Linked DNA regions of Mus musculus: regions 2 and 3 are each linked to region 1. Evidence: chromatin contacts called from public Hi-C and HiCAR-type data. All regions are on one chromosome and are shown on one strand. Each heading gives the region's core, a stretch centred on a gene start, on an enhancer-like site or on the middle of the called end of the contact. The rest is flanking DNA. Distances are from core to core; before and after follow the strand shown. Region 1 holds the start of Prrg1 (proline rich Gla (G-carboxyglutamic acid) 1). Region 2 holds the start of Cfap47 (cilia and flagella associated protein 47). Region 3 has its middle 15 kb from the start of Prkx.

Region 1 (3,296 bases), core at 287-2,786:
CCACATGTATCATTTTTCATAAAAGTTCATAAATTTTTAACATGAAAGCCTATGGGCCTTTATCCAATGTCACAATACTTTCCCTAATGTTTTATCATTTTTAAAGTTTCTAAAGTGAGTTAGCCTAAGTATCTGGCAGCACCATATCCTTAAGAATTCTTCATTGAAACAATGAACAATACTCTAGCTAAATTTACTGACTTGTACACTGCCACATTTTCCCAAGTCTGATCATATTCTGTGACTATCAAAAGGGATTTATCTAGCTCTACTTAGCTATTCCAAGTCTTCTCCCTTTCATTCACACTCACTTATTTCTTCTGAAATACCATTATTTTTGGTTTTTCTTCTGTTGGGATTTGTAAAAACGTATAAAAATCAATCTCTCAATTTCTCTCTCTCTCTCTCTCTCTCTCTCTCTCTCTCTCTCTCTCTCTCTCTCTCTCACACACACACACACACACACACACACACACACACACACACACAGAGCAAGAACACACAAAATAGTAACCAGGCACATTCCTATGGGGAATATTCTTACTCTCAAAATCAACAGACCAGTAAAAAGAAAAAAGCCTCTGCAGAAAGTTGCTAGGTCTTTCTGGAAATTCCCCCAACTTCAGGCCCACACTGATTCCCCACCCCCTAGGGCGGCAACACAGACTTCTGAAGCAAGCCAGCCAACACGCGCGCGCTCGCTCGCTTGCAGACACACGCGCGCGCGAGCCTACACACACACACACACACACACACACACACACACACACACACACACACGTGCGCGCACGCGCGTACCCTCGCCCCCCCCCCCCCCCCGCCGCTGTCACCCACCACAGCCTACAAAACAGTTATAGCCTTTGTTAAAAAATGTCCAGGCACAATGTATCAGAAGAGGGACACATTCCCGGGGAAAGGAAAGTCATAGGAACGCCACACCCTCTATTGCAACAGTCCGGGCCAACAACCCACCTCCCCCAAATCCTCTCCCCACCGACAGGAAACCTTCCTGCCAACTCGGCACCCAGGGAAAGCAGAGGAAGGAAAAGAGTAAGCTAGGACACCGCTCGGGGGCACCAAGTAGGGGGACTGAACTTGAAGCTGGGCCACCTTCCAGGGCTCTCAAGCGAACCTTCCTGGCCTGGCCAAGCTCAAGTGAGGACTTCCAGCTTCTAAACGCCTTTCTTCTTTCTTCTAACTCGGCAGCTCCTACACACCTTTAAGTCTCCCGCCACGGCTCACTCCTCTCCACACGCAGCCGGAGGCTGGCAACCTCGAGAAGCCCCGCCACTGAAAAAGCTGCACGAGTCTCCCCTAACCGGGTCAAAGTCTTCCATACACACCCGAGTCCCTTTCTGGCTGCCAACCACGTTCTCTCCAAGGAGTCCCGCACCGCTGCCTCACTCACCGTGAGCCCCGCTCAGCTACTACGCGCTAGCAGAGCTGCAAGCCGCGCCTGCGCGCACCCGCTAGAGCCGGAGCCAGGAGCAAAGAGGGAGCCTGCAGCTGCTGCTGATGCGAAGGGCAATAGGAAGCCAGAGAACCCACATCAAGAGGGTTAAAAAAGAAGGGGCGGGGCCGGGAGGAAGTGGGAAGCAAGGGGAGTGGCCAGGCAGGGCGGGAAGGGAAGGGAAGAGTAGAGCTTCCACCACTGTGTGCTAGGCCATTGAGCTGGAGCCCAGCTAGAAAAGCTGCCTTTATCCCTTCTATGCCTCCCCAAACTAGGCCAGGTGCAAACCTTGCTTGAAGCAGAACCAAACAGTTGTAGGAGCAGCAAAGGACTACATTTGAGTGTCAAGGAATTGCCCCTTTCCCTGGGAGCAAATTTGCACTATTGCTTTTGAACAACTTTTGAGGCCAACAACCTGAATTCCCTTCAAAACAGTTTTTTTTTTCCTTAAAAGTAGGCTCTTGATTTGAAGCCCTGGCTGTTTTTATACTCTGTATATAGCCCAGGTTAGCCTCTACCTCGTGAAGATCCTGCCTCAGCCTCCCAAAGTGCTATTATTTCAGGTGTCTGCCACAGCACCCTTCTCTGAATAATTACCTTGGCAAAATCCATCTAAATGGCTTGGGAAAGGAGAACACAAGTTGTCAAATAAGTCCTATTTTTAAAGTCTTCGGTGGGTGTTTATAATTTGAACACTAAAAGACTTCTAAAGGCTCCTCTCAGATATGGGATCTAAGGCCGTGTTGTTTGGTACACTTTCTTCTGGTGTTTACCAATTCAAGAAGGCTAAAGTGATTATTATCCCATGCTGCACGCATGCTTAGTTTTAAGTTCTGAGCTTTTCTGTTTAGACTCTGGTCAGCTGTGGCATGGCATCTCATGCTTTCAGTTCAGCTATTAAAATAAGCACACCTCAGTGAACCCAAAGTGAAGAGGGTGTGGCCTTGAAGTTATTTGTTCCAAGCTAATTCCCCTACCCGGCCCTCCTTTTCTTTCTTTCTTTCTTTCTTTCTTTCTTTCTTTCTTTCTTTCTTTCTTTCTTTCTTTAACTTTAGTCATGACGGAATTAGGGCCACACTAGTTGGCCCTTCCCAATAAGTACTTTAGTTGTGGTTGGAACTTTATTTATTTATTTAGGGTTTTTTTTGTTGTTGTTGTTGTTCTTGTTTTTGTTTTTGTTTTTTGTTTTTTTTTTTTTTTGTATTATTTTGTTTTTTTGAGACAGGATTTTTTGGTATAGGCCTGGCTGTCCTGAAACTCACTCTGTAGACCAGGCTACCTTTGAACTCAGAGATCAACCTGCCTCTTTCTCCTAAGTGCTAGGATTAAAGGCTTGTGCCACAACCACCCAGCATGACTGAAACATTTTATGGGGCAGTCATATCATTGTCACTAAAGATCTAAATATACTGAAATTCCTCCTATTAGCTTTGTGGTTCTTCCATCTATGTATTTTATAAAGTAGACTTTCTTGAATTCACTTCTACTTTACATTTGAAAAATAAGCTTAGGGGGATTGTAGGGAGTAATTTTTGCTGAAAGGTGTGCTGGCAAGTTTTGCAGAATGAATCTTTAAGTGACTGAAAATGTAACTTTATCCTATTCATTTCATTAGTAAAACATTCCCTGTAAAGAAGGTACTTTAAAAATACAATAGGTCAATAAAGTTGATTTTTACACCTCTTATAGAGGAAGATATGTGGAGGAATTCACTTTTAATTTGATTGCTGGCTTCTTCTTTTTTCCCTTAATGTATCAGGTTATTTTGGTAGAAGTAACAAATGCTACATTGAAATAGCTTAAGCTAAATGACAAAGTTATTCTGTAACCCAAACTGTGAAAAGGT
Region 2 (3,296 bases), core at 213-2,712, 930 kb after region 1:
AAGATGTGATCAGACATGTCTTCATTTTTATTAGGATGATATTCCACCATTGCTGTCATCTGAAGGCCAGAAGCAAGCTCCTTATCCAGACTGGTCAACAACAATTTGAACTTTTGTGGAAAAAAGATGAAGTCAACACTATTAGTTCCTTATAAGGAATGATTAGATGCAACTATAGCTATGGAGTGTGCATTACTATCAAGCATAGATCTTATCCCCACTTAGCTTTAAAAAAAAAAACTTTTTAAAACTTCAAACTGAAAAAAAACTTTAAACTAATAAATGATAATTGTATATATTTGTGAGGAATGATGATTAGGACTGTATTAAAAATGCCCTTTTTATCTTAGTACTTTATAAATGGATTATGGCACAAACCTTTCCATTAATGCCTCAATTAATAATTCCTTGAGGAATCAAGAACTTTATGTATCTACATGGTAATTAACAATAATACTTCAATTTTTTTTTCTCCTAGGGTTTCAAGACAATTTCAGAATCATGAAGACATGCATACAGAATTGGAATTCTTACAAGTAGGTAGTAACCATCATTGTATGCATAATGCTTCATAATTCTGTAACTTTTTGTCAATTAAAAATAAAAACGGGAATGAGGCCTTTCTAAACACAATATGAAGAATCATATTTTCTATCAGCTTTGCCGTACCTAGTCTCTCCCCTATTCCTTGAACTTGAAGCAGAGGTGTTTCTCCAATCCCTCCCTTTCTCCCTCCTTCCTTTCCTCTGTCTCCCACTTTTCATCATTATTTCTCCTCCACCTCCATCTCCCTGCCCTTTCCTCTTCCTTCTTCCCTCCCTCTTTCCCTTCCTCTCTTTCTCCCTCTTTCTCTCCCTTCCTTCCATTCCTCCTCCTGTCTCCTCTCACTCCCTCTTTCCCTGCCTTTCTCCGTTCCTCTCAGTCTTCCTCCCTCTCTCTCCTTTACAGTCCCTCTGAGTTTCTCTCCTCTATCTCCCTGTCTCTGCCCCACTCTTTACACCTTCACACATTTCTTCCTCCTTCTCCCTTCCCTCCACCCCCCACCCCCACCCCACCCCCACCCCCACCCCCGCTTCCCGTCAGCAAATACAATCCTTCCTCCAGTTCCTCAGAGGCATAGATTTTGATATTTGGCCAAAGGAATGCTCAAGTGCTCAAGTGAGGAGGCTACCAGGAAGCTTTCAGTACCCTTAAAGTGTCACCTGTGGCTTCGATGGCTCTTGAAACCTGATCTTCTGGTTCCAACGGCCCAAATTGTGTACAGTAAGAGGGAGGCGGTATACTTTCCCAGATACTGCATCCTGGAACTTCAGCACCAGGGGATTTACCCGCAGCTGAACTTCCTTCTTAAGGGTATCTATATCCCGAGGGGCTACTGAGCCCCGCTCTGCATCCATTACAGCCCTCTAAAGAGCCAGCAACCAGGTGCGGACTTGACCAACTCCCGACTGGCGAGAGACAACAGATGTAGCTAGGTAACAAGCACTAGGAACCAACGGTTGGAATCCCACGTGCGCGTGGGCGGGACCATTCGCGCTGTCCTCAGCCTTCTTCACCCAGAAGTCTCCAGTGCTTGTCCCGCCCCGACCAGGCCCCCCACGTGGATCTGCCGCTTGCTCCATCTACAAGGGAAATTATGCTACCCTCACATCAGACCTTAAAACCCTCTCCTCTGTCCCTGACCCTGCAACAGAAGCTTGCGCATGCGCAGTAGTAGTAACCCCGCCCCTTCAATGGTATGACCCAAGGCCTTAAGGTGGCAGTTGGAACAGAACTAAGAACTGGGTGGCAAGTGTCAACAAAACAATTTGAAAATAATTTACACCAGCCTCAAATACAGACATGGCCTGGCAGGGTTTCAAAGTGGCATTTGGTATAATGGGCACTTTCCAGGATTTTCTTTTAGGGCAAGCTTAGTGAAAATGATGTGCTTATTAAGGCAGCCACATTTGACTGAAATGAAGGGTTTTAATAAGGAGGATAGTGTCAGTGGCCGCTAGGCCAGCATTTCTGTGTTTTTTGTAAGGTCAAACTATTGGATTAATATAAAATTTATCAATAGAGATGAGTAAATAAACAAGTCTATCCATGGTATGCAATAAGTTCTTTGTGACTTTAATGAAAATATTTTGCTTTCTTTTTTCTCACAATTCTAAGGAATAGATCTACTTACTGTCTTAAGCATGCAAGCATTCTACCACTGAGTGACATTCTCAAACTCTATATAATTAAAATTTAAAGAAATGAAATACACACACCTCATATAAAGGCAATCCTATGATTTATTATTCCATAATCTGCAATATCTGGAGCATTGCCCAAGAATCTGCACGTGCAGGATTCCCAGAGGATTTCAATCATGGTGTTCAGTGGCCTATACTCTGATTATAGAGGCTTTAGAAATGGTATTAGCTATTTGATGAGTAATTTTTGAAGTTATTGTTTAAGTATAAAGTATAAAGTCAACTTGCTCATTTATTGGAATTGTTGTTGTCAGTTGCAACAGGAAGGTAGTTGGCCATCCTCATCCCTTAGCCTCCAGAATGGTATGGTTTAATAGGCCTGAGCTACCAGACTCCACTAATACTTAGTGAGAATTTAAAGTTTTGAAAACACTCTGTAAAACAGTTTTGAAAATGTTTATTAAGCAAGTCACAAAACTGCCATGCAATTTACAAGTTGTATTCATGGGCATTTATTCTAGAGAAATACAACTTTTTACATATAAAACTTCAGTATTGCAAATATGAATTTTATTTCTATTAATCAAATCCTGAAATAATCCAATGAAAATAACTCAGTGATGAATAAAAAAAATCTATAATACATACATCCTAAAATACTGCTCCACAATGAGAATCAATGATAGATGTAAAATCCTAGTGACACACTGAGTACTAGAAATTGTCAAAGTATAAAAGAGCCACAGACCTTAGTATGCCTGGAGAGTTTAGCACAGCTGTCTCCATGATGAAACCAGGCTGTAAAACTCAGCACAGAAACAGCAGCACCTGCCAAAACTAAAACAAAGACAAAATAATCCATCAAAATCCATAGTTATGGGAAAGTCTCTAAATGTCCTAGCCTCGCTTTTTGGCTTCTGTTGTTCTGCTTCTGGCTAAATGAACTTATTAACTGAAGTATGACAATCACAAATATGGTTTTTGTGCTTAAAAGCTTATGCTGAGAAAGGCTTGGGGCTACATTAGATCCTGACCCCCTAGTGTAGTCCCTAGTTACTAATAAAGACTATTAGCTTAAAACCATGTCCAAGCAGTTGTCTCTTCTGATAAATA
Region 3 (3,296 bases), core at 312-2,811, 770 kb before region 1:
GACCTGGACTCACTGGCCCAGAAAGCACTCAGCTCACCTTTGTTGTCCTCTTAATTTAATTTATTAGTTTTTCAAGACAGGGTTTCTCTGTATAGCCTTTGCTGTCCTGGAACTTTCTCTGTAGGCCAGGCTGGCCTCGAACTCAGAGATTCACCTGCCTCTGTCTCCCATGTATAATCTGCTGGTTTTTTTTTTAAATCTATTTATTTACTTAATGTATGTGAGTACACTGTAGCCGTCCTTAGACACACTAGAAGAGGGCACTGGATCCCATTACAGATGGTTGTGAGCCATCTTGTGGTTGCTGGGAATTGAACTCAGGACCTCTGGAAGAGCAGTCAGTGCTCTCAATCGCTGAGCCATCTCTCCAGCCCTAATCTGCTGGTTTTTAAGGCATGCACCATCACTGCCCAGATGATTGTCTTTAATTTAATTTAAATTTTTAGCTTTTTCAAAACTTTTTACTTTTCTTTATACCTTTGCAGAGAAAGTTGCTTCCTGTGTACTTGAACACTGACTGCCACTCCTAGTAGCCCTGAGTATATTTCAATGACCTATGCCCCGGCCCTTGAGCCACCCCTTCAGCTGTCTGGTCATTGCAACAAACTGGATTCCCCCCCCCCCCCCAATTAGAATTTTTCCAGGGAGAAAGCATAAAGGCCTCCAGGGTCAGCCACAGGGAGACGCTGGAGGAAGATACTGTACAAATGAGGGTATGGCCACTCCCAGGTACGGATAAGAACAGCCAGAGGCTTCTGGAAGAGTCCAGAGCAGAGAAAGTAGTGGACTAAACCTGGACAGTAGACTGAACCCAGCCATGAGAGGACAGAGGTGGAAAGGGTGAGGAGAATAAGAGAAGAAGAAAAGAGAGGGAACAGAGGAGACTGAGAGGACCAAGTGGGAGCATGGCCTAAATGGCTGGTTATATAGGTAAAAGATGCTAGGAGAAGGTCTGGCTTGGATTAAGTTATGGGGCCAGATCAGAAGAGTAGAGCATAGTCAGCGGTCCCAAGTGAGTCTAGAGGCCATCATGTGCTTTGGTATGCTAACAGGCACCTCAGGCATTTGTCCCCCGTCGTTTCATTTAGAACTGACACACACATGTACTTCTACTAACTTTTCAGGTCTCCCTGCAGACTAGAAAATGCAGCCTTGCCCAGTCTTGTTTCCAAGTGTGTACATTTTGCATTCAATCCAACAACTCTCATTGGTCCCCAAAGCCTCAAATCCTGACTCTGGGGAATCTCTGGCCTTATTTATTTGTGCATCTTAGTGTGGCATAAAAATTGCATGTAATTGGTGGCCCCTCCTTGCAGTACCGATAGAGGCCAGAAGAGGGAGACCGCCCGCCCCCCACCCTCAGCTCCTGTGGGAGACTTCTTCCCTAAAGCTCCTGTAAGTGAAGAGAGTGAAACCTTCACAGTCAGGGCTCAGAATGGAGCAGGAACGGAGGTGGGATAAGGTCTAGATCAGCAGGCTTGGGAACAGAACTGGTCGGGGTGATGACGCGATTTTACTTAATAGCTGGTAGTTTCCAGCCAAATCACTACACTTTCCAGCATTCCTTGCGCCGAGATAGCCTTGTAAGGAAGGCTTACAGGGAGGCAGTAGGTCCCCCCAGTTAGCGCCACAACCGGTCTTTCTCTTCAGACATATTGGCTATCGTCACACACATGTGACAAATCGCCACTCACATGAATAAGTATGGTTTCTTTTGAAGCCACATTTCTCCCTTTTCTTACAGAAGGGTCCTATTGCCGTCCCGTAGTCCCTCCTTCCGGAAGTGCTTGGCCTGGCCGTAAAGTTTCCTGGGAAGTGTATTCTTTTATTAGGAAATTAACAGCTCTGAGGTCTCACTACGTGCTGCTTTAAGACTATTTGCTTGCTGCTTAATAATATTATTTTATTATTAATGACTGCAACTCATAATGGATGCAATGTGTATCGATTAAATGAGATTAGGATTTTTACCACGAATACAATGTATCATTTTTACTTTCTGCGTTTCTTGCCAGAGGAAAAACATTGGTTTAATTTAATTTCATGTCACATTACTAAATATTAATATTATTTTTTCAAAGATTTATTTTATGTGTCTGTGGACCCGGGATCCCACAGTAACAACCTTCGAAAAATTTCAATATTGTTTCACTTTACTTAAGTAGGAAATCTGAAACACTTTCATATCCATCTAAATTCAAATGTGCAGACAACTTTTAATTATATTCTTACTATGCTTACCTGAATAACCAGGGGTATGCATATAATGCAACTTTCCTGATTAAATCTTAGTTCTAAAAAATTAATTAATTAATTAATTAAGGAATTGAGGTTTGGATTTTTTGTTTGTTTTGTTTTTGTTTTTGGCTGCTCCCCATTAGGAATATACAGCATAACAGTGTCTACCAGACAGTGGGACTGAATGCACAAAGTCCTGAGTTCCATACATCCTTAGCATCCCATAAAAGTGGACAAGTTTCAACTGATAAAATTTATATTAGAAAATGTTTAGAGATCTTAGTCTAGACATTTAATCTGGATATCTAATCTAGACATTTAAAGATGTTTTGCTTAACCAAAAAACAACACAGGCTAGGCAGTAGTGGCGCTTGCCTTTGAGCCCAGCACTGGAGAATCAGAGGCAGGTGGATCTCTGTGAATTTGAGGCTAGACTGCTGTACAGAAGGAGTTCAGGTCAGCGAAGACTGTTAGAGAAATCCTGTCTTGAAAAATCACCAACCAACAAACCAACCAACCAACCCAACCAAACCAACCAACAGTCTGCCTCTGCCCTCCCCTTTTTTCCCCTCCCTGCCCCAATCAATAAATAGCATTTGTAATTTGTGCGAGCTAGTTGCATTGCAAGGTACAGTCGTAAGGTGGCGATGCTCCACTGCCTTGGTACAACAGAGCTCTTCTGGAAACTAGGATTTTTGGCAAATCCTTCTTTATGATCTGGTATGAAGGCTAATAATACCCCTGACAGGCTTTTGCCCGCCAACTGCCTGCAGACTCAATCACGAATAGTAAGTGTTCACAGCTGAGGTGGGAAAACTGCAACATCATCTTGGGATTTTCTTCTAAATCCAAATGATAGAAATGCCTGTGCCATTTGCATATGTTCTTGTTCAATTAAAACATTGATTGCATGCAAGTTTTCTTCCTTCCAGGCTGAAACACTGATGAATGTTAGTTGTAGAAAAAATATAATTAAAAAAAATTAACTTGCATGTCACAGTGGTGCATGCCTTTAATCCCAGCTCTCAGGAGGCAGAGGCAGGCAGGATCTCTCCAAA

The links. A called contact is a pair of places that touch in the nucleus more often than the background predicts. HiCAR-type assays count read pairs that join an accessible place to other places.
Region 2: a Hi-C map of embryonic fibroblasts shows a contact between it and region 1, with 3 times the contacts expected there. The contact joins the promoter of Cfap47 here to the promoter of Prrg1 in region 1. A contact is called at or near these places in 4 of 39 promoter capture datasets (the 3T3-L1 cell line, cranial neural crest and stem cell-derived epiblast-like cells) and 1 of 484 Hi-C or Micro-C datasets (embryonic fibroblasts).
Region 3: a HiCAR-type map of astrocytes shows a contact between it and region 1, with 3 times the contacts expected there. The contact joins the enhancer-like site here to the promoter of Prrg1 in region 1. A contact is called at or near these places in 4 of 39 promoter capture datasets (cranial neural crest, hippocampal neurons, liver and 1 more), 1 of 115 datasets of contacts at active chromatin or transcription factors (astrocytes) and 1 of 9 other capture datasets (liver).

What each region holds. Positions count from the first base shown.
Region 1 is chrX:78,582,361-78,585,656 of GRCm38.p6, forward strand. It overlaps Prrg1 (proline rich Gla (G-carboxyglutamic acid) 1), which reads right to left and starts at 1,537. Exons shown (of 4, transcript NM_027322.2): 1 at 1,409-1,537.
Region 2 is chrX:79,515,889-79,519,184 of GRCm38.p6, forward strand. Cfap47 (cilia and flagella associated protein 47) reads right to left here and starts at 1,463. Exons shown (of 65, transcript NM_001368718.2): 1 at 1,203-1,463; 2 at 1-110. The coding sequence starts at 1,397.
Region 3 is chrX:77,809,365-77,812,660 of GRCm38.p6, forward strand. No RefSeq gene overlaps it. Among named protein-coding and RNA genes, the nearest start is that of Prkx, 15 kb to the left of the region's middle. Within about 2 kb of position 1,562, at least 170 of the 459 cell types and tissues checked have an H3K27ac peak or open chromatin away from gene starts, as enhancers often do. A contact at or near this core is called in astrocytes, hippocampal neurons and liver, where this site is marked.